Linked DNA regions of Gossypium arboreum: region 1 is linked to region 2. Evidence: chromatin contacts called from public Hi-C data. All regions are on one chromosome and are shown on one strand. The core of a region is the stretch at or near the end of the contact, and the rest is flanking DNA. Distances in the headings are between cores, read along the strand shown.

Evidence for each region. A called contact is a pair of places that touch in the nucleus more often than the background predicts.
Region 1: a Hi-C map of leaf shows a contact between it and region 2, with 2.9 times the contacts expected there. The contact joins the enhancer-like site here to the promoter of LOC108485501 in region 2. A contact is called at or near these places in 3 of 5 Hi-C or Micro-C datasets (all in leaf).

The regions. Positions count from the first base shown.
Region 1 is chr6:92,581,620-92,589,322 of ASM2569848v2, forward strand. No RefSeq gene overlaps it. Among protein-coding and RNA genes, the nearest start is that of LOC108484248, 5.8 kb to the left of the region's middle. Within about 2 kb of position 6,107, at least 2 of the 2 cell types and tissues checked have an H3K27ac peak or open chromatin away from gene starts, as enhancers often do. A contact at or near this core is called in leaf, where this site is marked.
Region 2 is chr6:92,428,505-92,435,759 of ASM2569848v2, forward strand. It overlaps LOC108485501, which reads right to left and starts at 6,006. Exons shown (of 2, transcript XM_017789353.2): 1 at 5,612-6,006; 2 at 4,728-5,134. The coding sequence starts at 5,956. The coding sequence ends at 4,952. LOC108486212 (coatomer subunit beta-1) reads left to right here. Exons shown (of 6, transcript XM_053029439.1): 2 at 220-2,278; 3 at 2,539-3,048; 4 at 3,270-3,355; 5 at 3,649-3,892; 6 at 3,970-4,270. The coding sequence starts at 233. The coding sequence ends at 3,853.

The DNA of each region.
Region 1 (7,703 bases), core at 4,857-7,356, 150 kb after region 2:
AAATTTATAAAAATTATTTTAGCTCTTAAACTTGTATTTTATCAAATCACCTTAAAATAGATAGAAAAATTAACGTTTTTTTACTTTACGGACGTGACATACACGTCGATGACACGTTAGCATTTAAAAATTAAAAAATAATTAAATGTTGACATGTCATCCACATGTATGTCACTTTAATAAAGTTAACAAACATTAATTTTTCCATCTATTTTGGGATAGTTGACAAAAAATACAAGTTCAATAACTAAAAGTAGTAAAATTTAAATAGAGAGCTAAAATGAATCTTATTTTTGTAAAGTCGGAGGTAAAAAAATTATTATGTTATAAATTTAATAGAAAATTTTTAATGAGTTAAACATGGATTTTGAATTTTGAATTTTAAAAATAAAAGAAATGTTATATCTCTAAAAATAAAAATAAAAAATTAACTGTACGGGGTATATTTTAATCCATTTCATGCCAAACTTAACTTTTCTTTTCATTCATTCATTTTGGGATACATAGAATTTAATATTGTAATTGAAAGTTAGTACGGACACCACTCACATGTCTTAACTTCCTCTTTATGATAGCAAAAATAAATCATAAATTTTAAAAAATTAACATATTAGCTGCAAAAAGTAATGGTTATGGGTAATTTACATTTTAGGTTATTCAACTTAACATCATTTTCCATATAAGTCACAAATCTTTATTTCATCAAATTATATTATTATACTATTACTATTAACAAATTGGTTAATTTCGTATAATATTTTTAAAGTAAAAGTTGGGATGGATCCAGAGGGCGTGGGGTCACCTCCTTGAAATTTTTAGATTTTTAAATTTTATATATAAATTATCATGTATTTTAAATTTGGTGTTCATATTGTATAACATTCGTTCCCTTAAGTTATAAGGTTATATTTTATATTAACAAAGTATTTTTCAATTTTTAATTATATAACTTTAATAATAATAATCAAATATTAATGTATGATGGAAACTTTAAAGTCAAATTCCAAAATTAGTTGATTTGGCTCATACACATACATATTAGCTTAGTGACTTTTCTTATATTTTGATTTGTATGTCTTGTTAAGAAATTATCTTCCTCTTATAAGGTTGCAGAACTTGATATCCTGTAATACAACATGACAAAATTATAATGATATTTATGAAATTTTGAGTATAGTATTAGTTATTCTTTTTTGCATATTGGAAAGAAATATTTAATTTTATACTGATTGTGATTTTTTTTAATTTTTTAAAGAAAAATTATCCATGCTTTTAAAAATGTTAAATTAATTTGTTTGATAAGAAAAAAATATTCGAAAAGAATTGACACATTTTTTATGTTTAAAAAAAAGTCATTCGGATTTAGAAGTTCGCATCCCTTACATGACTTATATTTTAGACATAATCAACCATAGGTGTTGCGCTATGTCATAAATGCATAATAAGTTGGTATAACTTTTCCTTAGAATTACTTAAAAGGAATTAGTATAAGTGAATTAATTTGTTAATAATAAAAGTTTAAAGATGTAATTTGAAAAAAGAAGAAGAAGGTTTGTGGCCTAAATAAAAATTAATGTCAAATTAAATGACTTATAATGGAAATTATCCAAATGTTTCATTCAAATTCCTTAGCTTTTTCCATGATAAATTCAAATTTGAGGTAGAGAAAGGATAGAATTTGAACCATCTCATTTTACAACTAATTTAGATACTTTAGTGAATTAATTAAAATATCTAAAATTAAAACTTAAATAAATTTAAACCTCAAATATTATTAAATTTTATTACTACTCTCTTATTTTAATTTTTGTAATAACTATTTCCTTTCTTATTTTACAACCACAATAACCTTCATCCAAATACATATTCTCTATTTATTTTAGGCATATTGACTTTTGTGGCGCTCAAACTTTATAAAAGAAAAAAATCATATTAGTTCATCATTTAATTTTTTAACTCTTTTAGCGATTAAACTGTATTTTTATCAAATTACCTTAAATTAAATGAAAAGTTAACGTTTGTTAATTTTGATGACATGGATGATATGTCAACATTTAATTAATTTTTAATTTTTTTATATTTTAATGAGTTTTAATTTTTAAAAATAATTTTTTGAACTTTTAAAATTTTTTAAAAATAATTAAATGCTAATGTGTCATCCATATAGCAACCACATGTATGTAATGTCAGCAAAATTAACAATTGTTAATTTTTCATCAATTTTGGATGAGTTGACAAAAAAATGTAAGTTTAAGAGCAAAAAAATAAAAATTTAAATGATTTTTTTATAAAATTGAAAGACCAAATAAATCATTATATCTTCATTTAAATCCCACGTTATTGTTTGTTTGCAAATATTTAAATTCCATTTCAGCTAAAAATATTAATTTATTTTATTATCTTAATTAATATAAAATATGTATTGGTCCATACTTGCACAATCTTTTTGGTAAATATGGTTTATTTTTATTGCGTGGATGGAATTAAGGATTGGTTGAGAAATTCAGAAAATTAAAGTAAAAGATAATCGCATGATATAATATCATTAATGGGATAAGCTTGGGATCATGTTAAACCAATCCAAGATTTTTCACAGCCTAATTGAGATTTATTCACGCCAATGAAAATTAAAAGTTATTCACCATTTTAAACATGTGTATGCTAATTGTATAGATAAGTTGAATATGGTAAGTTAGATAAATATGCAATTTCATTAAAATTTAAGAAGATTGTTCTTTTAACATGTTGAATTTAAATAATTTAAGTGAGATGTGTTTTTATAAAACTTTTGAGGGGTTATTTAATTAACTCTCGATTAGATTAACCAAAAATATCCCATTAATATGATATCGATATCAAGTTAAAATATTTGAAGCTTTAATATCAATTTAAAATTCATGTACATATATTAGGAATAACTCAAAAGATGAAATGGGGATGGGGCAATCCTAATTATGTTTGGAAATTGAGGTGAGGACCTAGGCTTAGTCATTACCAAACCTATCTTATCCCTTAAAGACTAAAGATATTACTTTAATTTCCAATTGTGAGATTAAATTTAATAAGATTTGAAATTGGATAAAATTTTTGTGTTAAACAACATTATTTAAATGGAGCATCTTTTTAATTTTAAATGGGGCCATGCCATCCAACTAGACCCATGGTTATCTTTATATTTGTACCTACCTTCTGTTTCACATAATTTATACCAACTAAACACATCCATCTTATCTGCAATTCTTTGATGTATGTATGTGTTGATGATAATAAAATGTTTTAATATATAACAGGTTAAATTACTTAAAATACCATCTTATAATTTCAATAATTGCAATATCACTTTACCCTATAAATTTAACATTCTTTACTTTAATGGTTAAAAATAACCATTTTTAAAAGATTGAGATCTGTGTTGAGAGCAACCCGAATCTTCAAATGTTATCCATAAAAAATTAACACACTCTTATACAATTATTTTAGTTTCTCAACTCTGTGGACCAAAATAATTAATGTACGGGTCAAAATTCTCGTAAATCAAAACAATAAACTTTACTTCTGTTCCAATATAAATTTCAGTTAATACTAATTGTATTAGTTTACTTTGTTTGTACAAAAATGAATTTTAAAATATATTTTATTATTGATTTGTTGAAGAATTATTATATGCATGGTATAAGATAATTTTATTGTTTAATTTATCAAACATAATTTTTTGCTTGTTTAACGAGTCAGTTTTTTTCCTCGTTGAGATTTATCTCCCGATTCTATGGAGTTTGGTAGTTAATTTCATTTCGGTATCACTTGTATTGGCGAGAATGCTTTGTTCCAGTAGTAAATCTGAACAACATACTTTAGGTTCCATTTCAATGTAAATCTCAGTTGGTATTGGTCTTCCTAGTTGATTTTGCCCGTATCAACTAGAATATTGTGTAACAACCAATACAAAAAAAGGAATTTTAAAATTTAAAATTTTTATTATTTTTTTGGATTTTTTTATTTGGAGTTTGTTTAATGATGGATTGTATTTGTGAAGCTTATTAAAGAGTATTTCATGTAACTAATGAGTTTTTATGTTTAAGATTTATTTCATCTCATTATTTGATATTTGTAAATAATTATTATTATGTATAGAATATTTTTAAAAATAACATAAATCTAAAACAGACATCAAAATAAACCGGTATCAATATGTACTACTAGTAGTAGTAAAAAAATGATACGAGTGCTTGAGACTACCTAAAGAGACAAAGCATTTAATTGAATAGAAATGCCTTGTCATTTTAAGAAAATATCGACTTATTAAGGGATTTGTTGACTCTCGAAAAATAATAGTTTAAAAATTTTTCCAAAAAGAGTTTACCTCCACTCAGCCAACTAAAAAGATTATCATTCATGGTGGCATAGGTATAACATTCAGAATGATTCACAAAACAAACGTTTGACCTCACTCACCATTACCAAACATGTTAGTGTAGGCATATTTGGGGAAAATAAGGATGAGAGATGCCTGTAATGGAACAGAAGATGAAAGAGAACTAGTGCATATTTGGCCACAGATCTTTGGCCTTTCAAAATGGGTTTTCAAGTCAAGTTTGTAGGCATGGTAAAACCTCAAACCTCAAGCCGAATAAGTCGATTAGTCTAACTTCATACAAAGTTCAAAGCATATTATCTTAACTTTGGATCCATATTTGACTTGGTTTTGAACCCAACGTGCACGGTTTGGTAATCGAAATTTGCTTCCAATTGGTAAAGCAGCACCTTAATTATTGCTGGCGACCATGAGGTGTGACAACATTTTTGTCCTACTTTCTTACAGCAAATAAAGCGACCAATTCCAAGGTTGTCTTTCACTATATGCTAATTTTCCTATCCATGAAACGTGTCATTGATTTAATTAAATTATCATAACAAGTTGAAAATTAAACCAGATGGTTGACAACTAGTTTTGAATTTATATAACATTATCCTACATTTCTTATGTTGATTTTCTACTCTACTTTTTTTTTTTAACATTCCCATTACTTTTAATTTTCAATGTTTCTTGAATAAAAATATTTGATTCACTTAGACAAAATAATTAGATTTATAAGTAGGATTTAAATGAAATTTAAAATTATATTTCGAGCCAAATTGATTATGTTAATATCATAATATAAATCTTAAAAAGTAAAGTAGGTAAAGGATTCGATTGTATGAATTAAAAAATAAAAGATTAAAATAATAAATATTTAAAGCTGAATTTGTTATTTGAAATAATAGATAGAATTAAGATACAAAATATTTGAAAGTTCATTTCTGTATCTACTTCAAATCTATTTTAGAGAGTAATTAAAATATTTCAATCCATAAAGCAAAACAATAAATTAAATATTCAAATCTATATTATTCATTATTATATATACATACTATATTTAAAAAGTAAATTATATTTCTGAGGTTGTTTTAATATTTTTATAAACAATTAATAAAAAGAGCACATATGGTTGAACTAAATCTAATATATCATGAATTGTTTTGGATATATTAAAGGTGTTTTATTGTTTCGGGGCTCGTAATTAATCCTACCAACAAGTTTTGAATATAAAATTTATTTGTTTATGCATGTATACAGGGATGAATAGAGAGTTATAAAGGAAAAAGGATGGGCCAGGGGCAATCCTCAAAAGGATACGATCACAGATTCACAGCCGCCCAACAAGAAAATGGAAGAATTTGATGGGTCAACTTATCTTCTAATTGAATACCACCTCTTTCTTTTCAAACTTCAAATAAGTTTTGATTTATCATTATTATAATTCCGTCAAACAAAATTCTACCTAACATTTAATTCCTTCACATTCACTTCATCTGTCAATTACTACTAACACTTCCACATTTGATAGCATAAAAATTTTTTTTTAAAGAATCACAAATATTGTACATGGAATCCAACAAATTACAATCGTTAATGCCAACTTGCTAGCGAAGCTATCTAATATTAACCAAAACCATCGGATAATCGCACAACGAAAGATGTGGTCTGGCTAAGATCGACCCCCCCCCCTTTTCTGCCTTGGTAGAAAAAGGGAATGGAGCATTTGCTCTAACCCCTGCAATGTCTACACTTGCATTTTTCTCCACATTGGGACTGAAATTTTGCATATAGCTCCTGCACACAGGCAGCACGGTCTGTATGTACCTAAAAATCTTGAGCCTTTTTCTTTACAAGATCACAACCGGTGGCGCGCTGTGAATGTTTGGCCCCACTGTCCTATGCACACCTCATTAAATTCTGAGACGAATCAAGTGGCTGGAAACTAGCTCTCGCATTCGCACGTCTCGAGTCTATTATTAGCAAAAAGGCCTGTCAAGAATTGGTTGCAACTTGTGGAGAACAGGCACAGGTAATGGTGATGGTGCAATGCATGGGAAGTGCCACACTATTCCTTTAAAACATTTTAAGCAAATGCTGCAGCAGGGCTCTCAAAAGCTGCAAGAGCATAGCTGTATAGGCAAGTATTGGGCGGACGGCAGGTGCTAAGGCAATATTCGGCTAATGAGCCAATGCCAAGCTCTTATTCCATTTCTTTAAGCTAAGTTTTAGTGACCATTTTGTATCTATCAAATTATTGATGCAACTAATTGTTCATGCAATCATTACAATTTGCAACTATTTTTTCATTTAATCATTACAATTTGCAGATGGTTCCATTTTGGTCTCCAAAGGAAAATTTCTAAACCTAACTAATAGGAACAGGAGCAGTGAACCGAGAAAACAAATTTTACCCAGAAAGGTGTTTCCTTGTCCACTTTTTGGCATATAAATTTAGCCTTTTTACTCTTTTATCACTTCGGCCTAGAGGTCTCATGGGTTGGGCCGGGCTCAATTAAAAATTTAGGCTCATTCATTAGGCTTGGGCTGGGTCGGACCCAAAAAATAGGCTTAAAATTTTGCTCAAGTCTGACTCAAATAAAAATATTAAAACTCGAGCCCGGCCCGGCCCGCCCGTATTTATTTTTATATAATTTTTAAATATATATAATACATCAAAAATACTAAAAAAATCAAAATAAATATTTTCCAACAAATTAAAAATAAATTTTAAAAAATATGTAGACTTAAATAGCACTAAGATAGATGCAACTTAATAAGCAAATACCTCTAAAATAATAACAAAATTAACAAATGCCTTTAAAATAATAACAAAATTAATAATAAAATAAGTTTTATACAATATCCAAACAACAACAACAAAATGTAGCAACTAATAGTAATATGGTAGCAAAATAGGTAGAAAATAACAAGAAAATAATATTCAAAAACAAAAAAAAAAGCAGATTTTTTTTGTCATTTAGTGAATTGAGCCGGGCCCAGGCTCGAGCCAAAAATACCTTACTCGAGGCCGGCCCATTTTTAAACAGCCTTATTTTTTGTCTAAGCCCATTTTTCGCCTATATTTTTGCCCAAACCTCCCACATTTCGAGGGGAGCCTTGAGTGTAAGAGTAACCCACCCATGAGCGAGGTCTACTTTGGCCTAATTCTTTCTTCTTCTTCTTTTTTTTTTAATTTTTTATCATTTTAATCTTCAAAATTTAATCATAATGCAATTATTTAGATAAAAAGTTGATTGAATTTTAGAAATTTTAACAATATTGACATAATAGCATGCTTGGCAAACCAATTTTACTTTATTGCTAATGTGGATATTCATTTAAAAAT
Region 2 (7,255 bases), core at 4,756-7,255:
AACTGGCAATCTTTTTACTAAATTGGTCCTATTTTAATTGGCCAACAAAAGTTTTGTTCCTGTTGTAAGACTTTCTGAATGATTTGTATAAGCTATGTTTAAATTTCTTGTTATAGATGCATATTTTACACTGATATAATTTTATTCTAGTCCCCGCATTGAGAACCATCATTTGCATTATATATATATATATATATTGATGATTTGAATTTTGTTCAGAAAGTAGCAAGAAATGGAGAAGTCTTGTACACTTCTTATTCACTTTGACAAAGGAACACCAGCAATTGCTAATGAAATTAAGGAAGCACTCGAAGGCAATGATGTTCCTGCAAAGATTGATGCCATGAAGAAAGCAGTTATGCTTTTGTTGAATAGTGAAACTCTCACCCAGCTTTTTATTACCATTGTCAGATATGTTTTGCCTTCGGAGGATCACACCATCCAAAAACTTTTGCTTCTATACTTGGAGATAATTGAGAAAACTGATTTGAAAGGGAGGATATTACCTGAAATGATCTTAATATGCCAAAATTTGAGGAACAATCTTCAACATCCTAATGAATATATTCGTGGTGTGACCTTGAGATTTCTCTGCCGCTTGAATGAGACAGAGATCATTGAGCCACTAATCCCTTCAGTTTTGCAAAATCTGGAGCATCGGCATCCATTTATTCGTAGGAACGCTATATTGGCTGTCATGTCAATATATAAGCTTCCACAAGGCGAGCAGCTCCTGGTTGATGCACCTGAAATGATTGAGAAGGTCCTTTCGACAGAGCAGGATCCATCTGCCAAGCGAAATGCATTTCTTATGCTATTTAACTGTGCACACGATCGAGCCATTAATTACCTTTTGACCCATGTTGACAGGGTTTCCGAATGGGGTGAATTGCTTCAGATGGTTGTGTTGGAGCTGATTCGTAAGGTTTGCAGAACAAATCGTGGGGAGAAAGGGAAGTATATTAAGATTATTATATCTTTATTAAATGCCCCCTCAACTGCAGTTATTTATGAATGTGCTGGCACCCTTGTTTCTCTGTCATCTGCTCCTACTGCTATTAGAGCTGCTGCAAACACTTATTGTCAGCTTCTTCTTTCTCAAAGCGATAACAATGTGAAGCTTATTGTGCTAGATCGGCTGAATGAGCTCAAGTCTTCTCATAGAGATATTATGGTTGATTTGATCATGGATGTGCTTAGGGCACTTTCAAGTCCAAATCTTGACATCCAAAGGAAGACACTTGATATTGTTCTTGAGTTAGTAACTCCCCGAAACATCAATGAAGTTGTTCTTTTGTTGAAGAAGGAAGTGATGAAAACTCAAAGTGGAGAACTTGAGAAGAACGGAGAATACAGACAAATGCTTATTCAAGCTATCCATTCCTGCGCAATCAAGTTCCCAGAAGTTGCAAGTACAGTTGTGCATCTGATGATGGATTTCTTAGGAGACAGTAATGTTGCTTCAGCTATTGATGTTATAGTTTTTGTTCGAGAAATAATTGAAACCAACCCTAAACTTAGGGTGTCCGTTATAACACGGTTGTTGGACACATTCTATCAGATTCGAGCTGCACGGGTTTGCTCCTGTGCCCTTTGGATCATCGGAGAATATTGCCTTTCTGCATCTGAAGTTGAGAGTGGCATAGCAACCATCAAGCAGTGTCTTGGAGAGCTGCCTTTCTACTCTGTTTCTGAGGAAGCGGAAGCTACTGATGCTTCCAAGAAAACTCCTCAAACAAACTCCATTACCATCTCCTCCAGGAGACCTGCTATTCTTGCTGATGGTACTTATGCAACCCAGAGTGCTGCATCTGAAACTGCTTTCTCCCCTCCTACCATTGTTCAGGGATCATTGACTTCTGGGAATCTCAGATCTCTTCTCCTCACTGGCGATTTTTTCCTCGCTGCAGTTGTTGCTTGCACACTGACTAAACTTGTTCTGAGACTGGAAGAGGTACAGCCTTCAAAAGTTGAAGTTAACAAAGCAACCACACAGGCATTGCTGATCTTTGTCTCTATGCTGCAATTAGGGCAATCTCCTGTTCTTCCACACCCAATTGATAATGATTCTTGCGATAGAATTGTTCTGTGCATAAGATTATTGTGCAATACTGGTGATGAGATCAGAAAAATATGGTTGCAGTCTTGCCGTCAGAGTTTTGTTAAAATGCTTTCAGAGAAACAATTGCAAGAAACTGAGGAATTAAAGGCAAAAGCTCAGGTTTCTCATGCACAACCGGATGACCTTATTGACTTTTACCATTTAAAGAGTCGAAAGGTAAGAACTTTTTTGTGGTCATTAACTTATGTGCATGATTTAACATCTTTGGTTTGTGCAAATATCTTGCCATGCATGCAATTTCTTTTCTGGGTTAAGCTTGTATTTTGTTTGTTTTGATAGAATTTTCTGCTTTATCCCTTTGGTTCACCTTTGTGCTTTTGCATCTCTTTGATTATTGACTTATTATTTTTTTTTTCTTGGTTTTTTTGTCATGAAGTTGTGGAATTGTATCTCAAATTTCCTTTGCTAACTTCCAGGGTATGAGTCAGCTGGAATTGGAGGATGAGGTTCAAGATGATTTAAAACGAGCAACTGGAGAGTTTGTCAAGGATCCAGATGATGCAAATAAGCTCAACCGCATTCTTCAACTGACAGGATTTAGTGATCCGGTATATGCCGAAGCATATGTCACTGTCCATCACTATGATATTGTTCTTGATATTACTGTTATCAACCGAACCAGGGAAACCCTTCAGAATTTGTGCTTGGAGTTGGCTACTATGGGTGATCTGAAACTTGTGGAGCGTCCTCAAAATTATACCCTAGCTCCTGAATCTAGCAAGCAAATAAAGGCCAACATCAAGGTGTCTTCAACTGAGACTGGAGTCATATTTGGCAACATTGTATATGAAACTTCAAATGTGCTTGAGAGAACAGTAGTTGTTCTGAATGACATTCACATTGATATCATGGACTATATTTCTCCTGCTGTTTGTACGGATACTGCATTCAGAACCATGTGGGCAGAATTTGAGTGGGAAAATAAGGTATTTCTTGAACTATTTCCATTTTTACTATTACCGCGTGCATTTACAGCCGCCTTATTTCTGTTAGTCAGCTGACCAATATGGATGGCTTTCAAATATAATTTGTTTCTTAGGGTAACTGATATGCAATTTCGAAGCTTCTTCTGGGACTGAACTTATCAGTTTTCATCTGCATTGATGTTTCAATTTTATTATTATTTTTCTTTTTGTTTGTGATTCAGGTTGCTGTAAACACTGTAATTAAAAATGAAAAGGAATTCCTCGACCATATTATCAAGTCAACTAACATGAAGTGCCTCACTGCACCGTAAGTTTTTTTGTTTAGAAATATTATATAAATTTGAAAATAAACCGAGCATCCTTTGGTTCTGTGTACTAAGCTGTAGGTTGCACATGATTAAGAATACAGCCTGATATATGATTTATAATATGGTCACTTTATTGTTGTGAAAAAGGTATTTGAATCTGTTATCAGTTTGTAGAATGATAACCTTATTTTGGTTTTGCAATACATCTGTTTGAACACAGAAGCAAATTCACTCAAGTGAGATCCTCATTGATTATTCTTGAATCCTTTTTGCTGGCTGGTTTGCGTTTCAGATCTGCGCTAGATGGTGAGTGTGGATTCCTGGCTGCGAACTTGTACGCAAAGAGCGTGTTTGGGGAGGATGCGTTGGTAAACGTGAGCATTGAGAAGCAAGCTGATGGGAAACTGAGTGGGTACATCCGGATAAGGAGCAAGACCCAGGGGATTGCTTTGAGTCTCGGGGACAAGATCACTCTTAAGCAAAAGGGAGGCAGTTGATGCAATAATATTTCGAGATAAATTGTTTCATCGATACCGGTAGTCATTGTTAGTTAAATCTCCTATTGAATTTTGAAATGCATAGTAATTTTGGTGTTTTCTGTTTAAAAATACAGGATATTTAGGTCCTCTTGTTGTGAAAAAATGGCTGGGCTGCCTTCAATCGTCAATAGTGTTGTGTTAGCTATCAGCAGATGAGGGGCACCAAAGACTTTGACATTTGTTGTATTTGGAGTTTGCATATTTGGTAACTAAAAAGGATCATTGAATCCATAGCTAAAATAGTGCTTTTTGGCAATGTTAAAACGGGAATTTTAAATTTTATTTCGCTGATTCTTTGAAGAGTGTTCCACTCAGACATCTATTAGAAGTTCCTTCGCTCGATAATAAAGGTTATCCTTAAGAGTTGTAAATGAACATTACGTTCGGTTCAATGAGTATTGTTTTTGTCCATTTATCAAATTAAATTAATAATAACAAAATTTGAAGGCTCATTCGATTCATTTATGTTTATAAATAAGTTCTTTTTTATATTCATTTACTAAATTGTCTGTTGTTCAATTATTATATAATATAATTATTAAAATTTAGACATGATTGTTTTACATATAAAAGAGACTTGTTTGTTTATCAACATTATTTGTGACAATATTCATGAACATGAACAAGTTAATTATTAAGAAACATACCATTTTAAAATTATTAACAAACATGAATCAAGTAGTAATTATTAACAAACACATAACTTAAAATAAACAAATTATTCGTTCATTTACGGCCTAGCTATCCTTATCCTTGCTTGCGCTTGTATGCTGTTTTGTGATTTATAATCTGAATTAAATTCAAGTAGGACTATCCAAATCGGAACTAAAACTACACAAATTAGAGTGTGCATTTCATCTTTTATTTATTAAAAACAAGCCAATCTTCTTGAGTTCAGAGAGAGTCCTAGGCAAATAGCTCTAGCTGCTTCAATACTGTATAAAAATTTAAACTCGTACAGGGAACATATGTCAAAAGAATCATAAGTTTAGAACAAAAGAGGGTTTCAACAGAATCAAGCTAAATTATTATGATTTAGAACCCACCATCAAACAATCACTTGCAAAGTTTCAATTTCTTGAAAAACGGCGATACCATGGACTTGGGGTAGGGTTTTGTAGCCAGGCAAGTTGGGAAGTTTTCAGGATGTTCAATCCACAGTTTATGAGCAATACCCGCCGCCAACAGCTTTTCTGACAAGTTCAATATCTGGGTTTCTCCCTTCACCTCAAGTGTTACCTACATGTTCCAAAACCTCACCACTTAGCTCATCATCCACAACTCTAGATACAGCAGCAAATCACCCTACAATTAACACCTCATGGTTTTCATTGTTATGCTATATTTACGACAGTGTAAGAACAGAATTGGATAGATATCCAAAATGTTTGTCTTGCATTAAACACCGTTGTTGGATAGTTTTATGGGATAAATGCCTCTCTCTTTTTTTCTCAGTTCTGCTATGGGATTATTTGTAACTTAAAAATGATCAATTCTCATTACGTTTGGGTGGATAAAACTCCAAGTAAATCGAAGGTCTACAACAAACCCAATATGAGAAGAGAAAACAATGTGCCACAATGAGGATTGCCTCCAATTGACCAAAAATCATAAACAGGGTTTTTCAAAGCAATACACTATGCTCTGTTGAATGTAAAAGAAATCATTCATGGTGGGAAAAAGAAGAAGAAGAATAAACACAAGAACATTGGTTACCTTGTGCATAGAGTCAATGTTATCAGGGCTGCAATACTGGAGGGTGTGGGGGTCTTCCTTGTGAGACCAAATGGCACTGACCGAAGCATGGCATCCCTGCGTCACCACGCTCCCCAAAGGCCACTTGTCTATTAAGTCTCTCCGAAGCACCACGTACTGCAGCAGCACATCGTCGTCGGTCGGAGGATCGGTTTTGGTGGCGACAGGTTCGGAGCTTTGTAGACTCATTGAGGTCGAAAGGTTCCGAGAGGGATGAACCCTAATATTAGAAAAGCTTCTCGGGGAAGGGCGGAAGCAACCAAGGAATGTGGGAAAGGAACACGCAGGTTGAGCTAGTGCGGCCATCGACCCCTAAAAACGCTGCGTTGCGTAACTTGGTTGTGGAATTTCGTATTGAGAATTATAAAGGTATTGGGCCGGATTTATGGATTGGACTGCCTCTTTGTAAAATGTAATGATTTCACTCTCCAATTAAAATCTTACCAAATTCACATATTACCGCTTGGATTTCAATTTCTCGCAACTTTAATTCACAACATGAAATAATCATTCTATTCACCAAAAAAAAATTGAAACTAAATATAATAATACATCAAATATGTATGGTATTAAAATAAAAATAGATTAATTTGTGAGTAAAATAAAATTTAAACATGTGAATGCATCATATTAATAGTACTAAATGTACTATGATTATTTATCATTAGCGTCGAATTGACCTATGATATCAACTTAAAACTCAATCAACAATATTATGAATACTAGAAAATTCTATAACACGCATATATATGTAGAAATTACATATTTAAAACATAGAAGTGTGTTTAAAAATAACATACAATAAATAATTAAACGTATGGTTTAAAATTAACTAATAATAACACATGAAATGCATACAATACTAAAATGAAAAAAGAGATTAAATTGTGAGTAAATTAAAATTTAAATACTTAAGCATATTACAATTATTTATCATGGTGTTGTTATGTTGTTATCATCAATCCTGAGTTAGCGTCAAGTTGACTTGTGACACCAACTCAGTCAATAATATTATTGTAACACCTCAAAATTTTTTATGCCATAACTCGTAACAAAGTAGCTAAGTAAAAAAAATTCTGAGTACGAGTGTCAGTTAAATGTAAATTATTGATTAGTTAAATACGACATCGGGGAAAGATATCAAAACTAAATGTGATATACTAGCAGTAAAATAACTGATGGACCAACCACGGGAGTTAGGTGAGATGGCAAGTGTAACAGCCTAATTTAGACCCTAGTCAGAACGGTGGTTTCGGGACCACGAATCCGAGTCAAAAAAATATTTTAAAATTATTTTCTGTGTTTATTATGTGTGAATTTATATCTGTGAAATTTTTGTGATTTAATTTTGTTGTTTGAGTGCCCAATTAAATAAAAGGACTTAATCGAGTAAATTGAAAACTTGATAGTTTATTGTATAAGGACCGAATTGTTATTGGATTTGAAAATTGAAGCATTTAATTTGCAAATAGACCATCGGACTTAGTGATGGCCGGTTGTACCCTTATTATATATGTTTTAGCTATTAATTATAAAAGGTTAAAATGGTAAAATATGAAATAATAATATGTTAGTATATATGTTATATTATATGATAATTAAAAT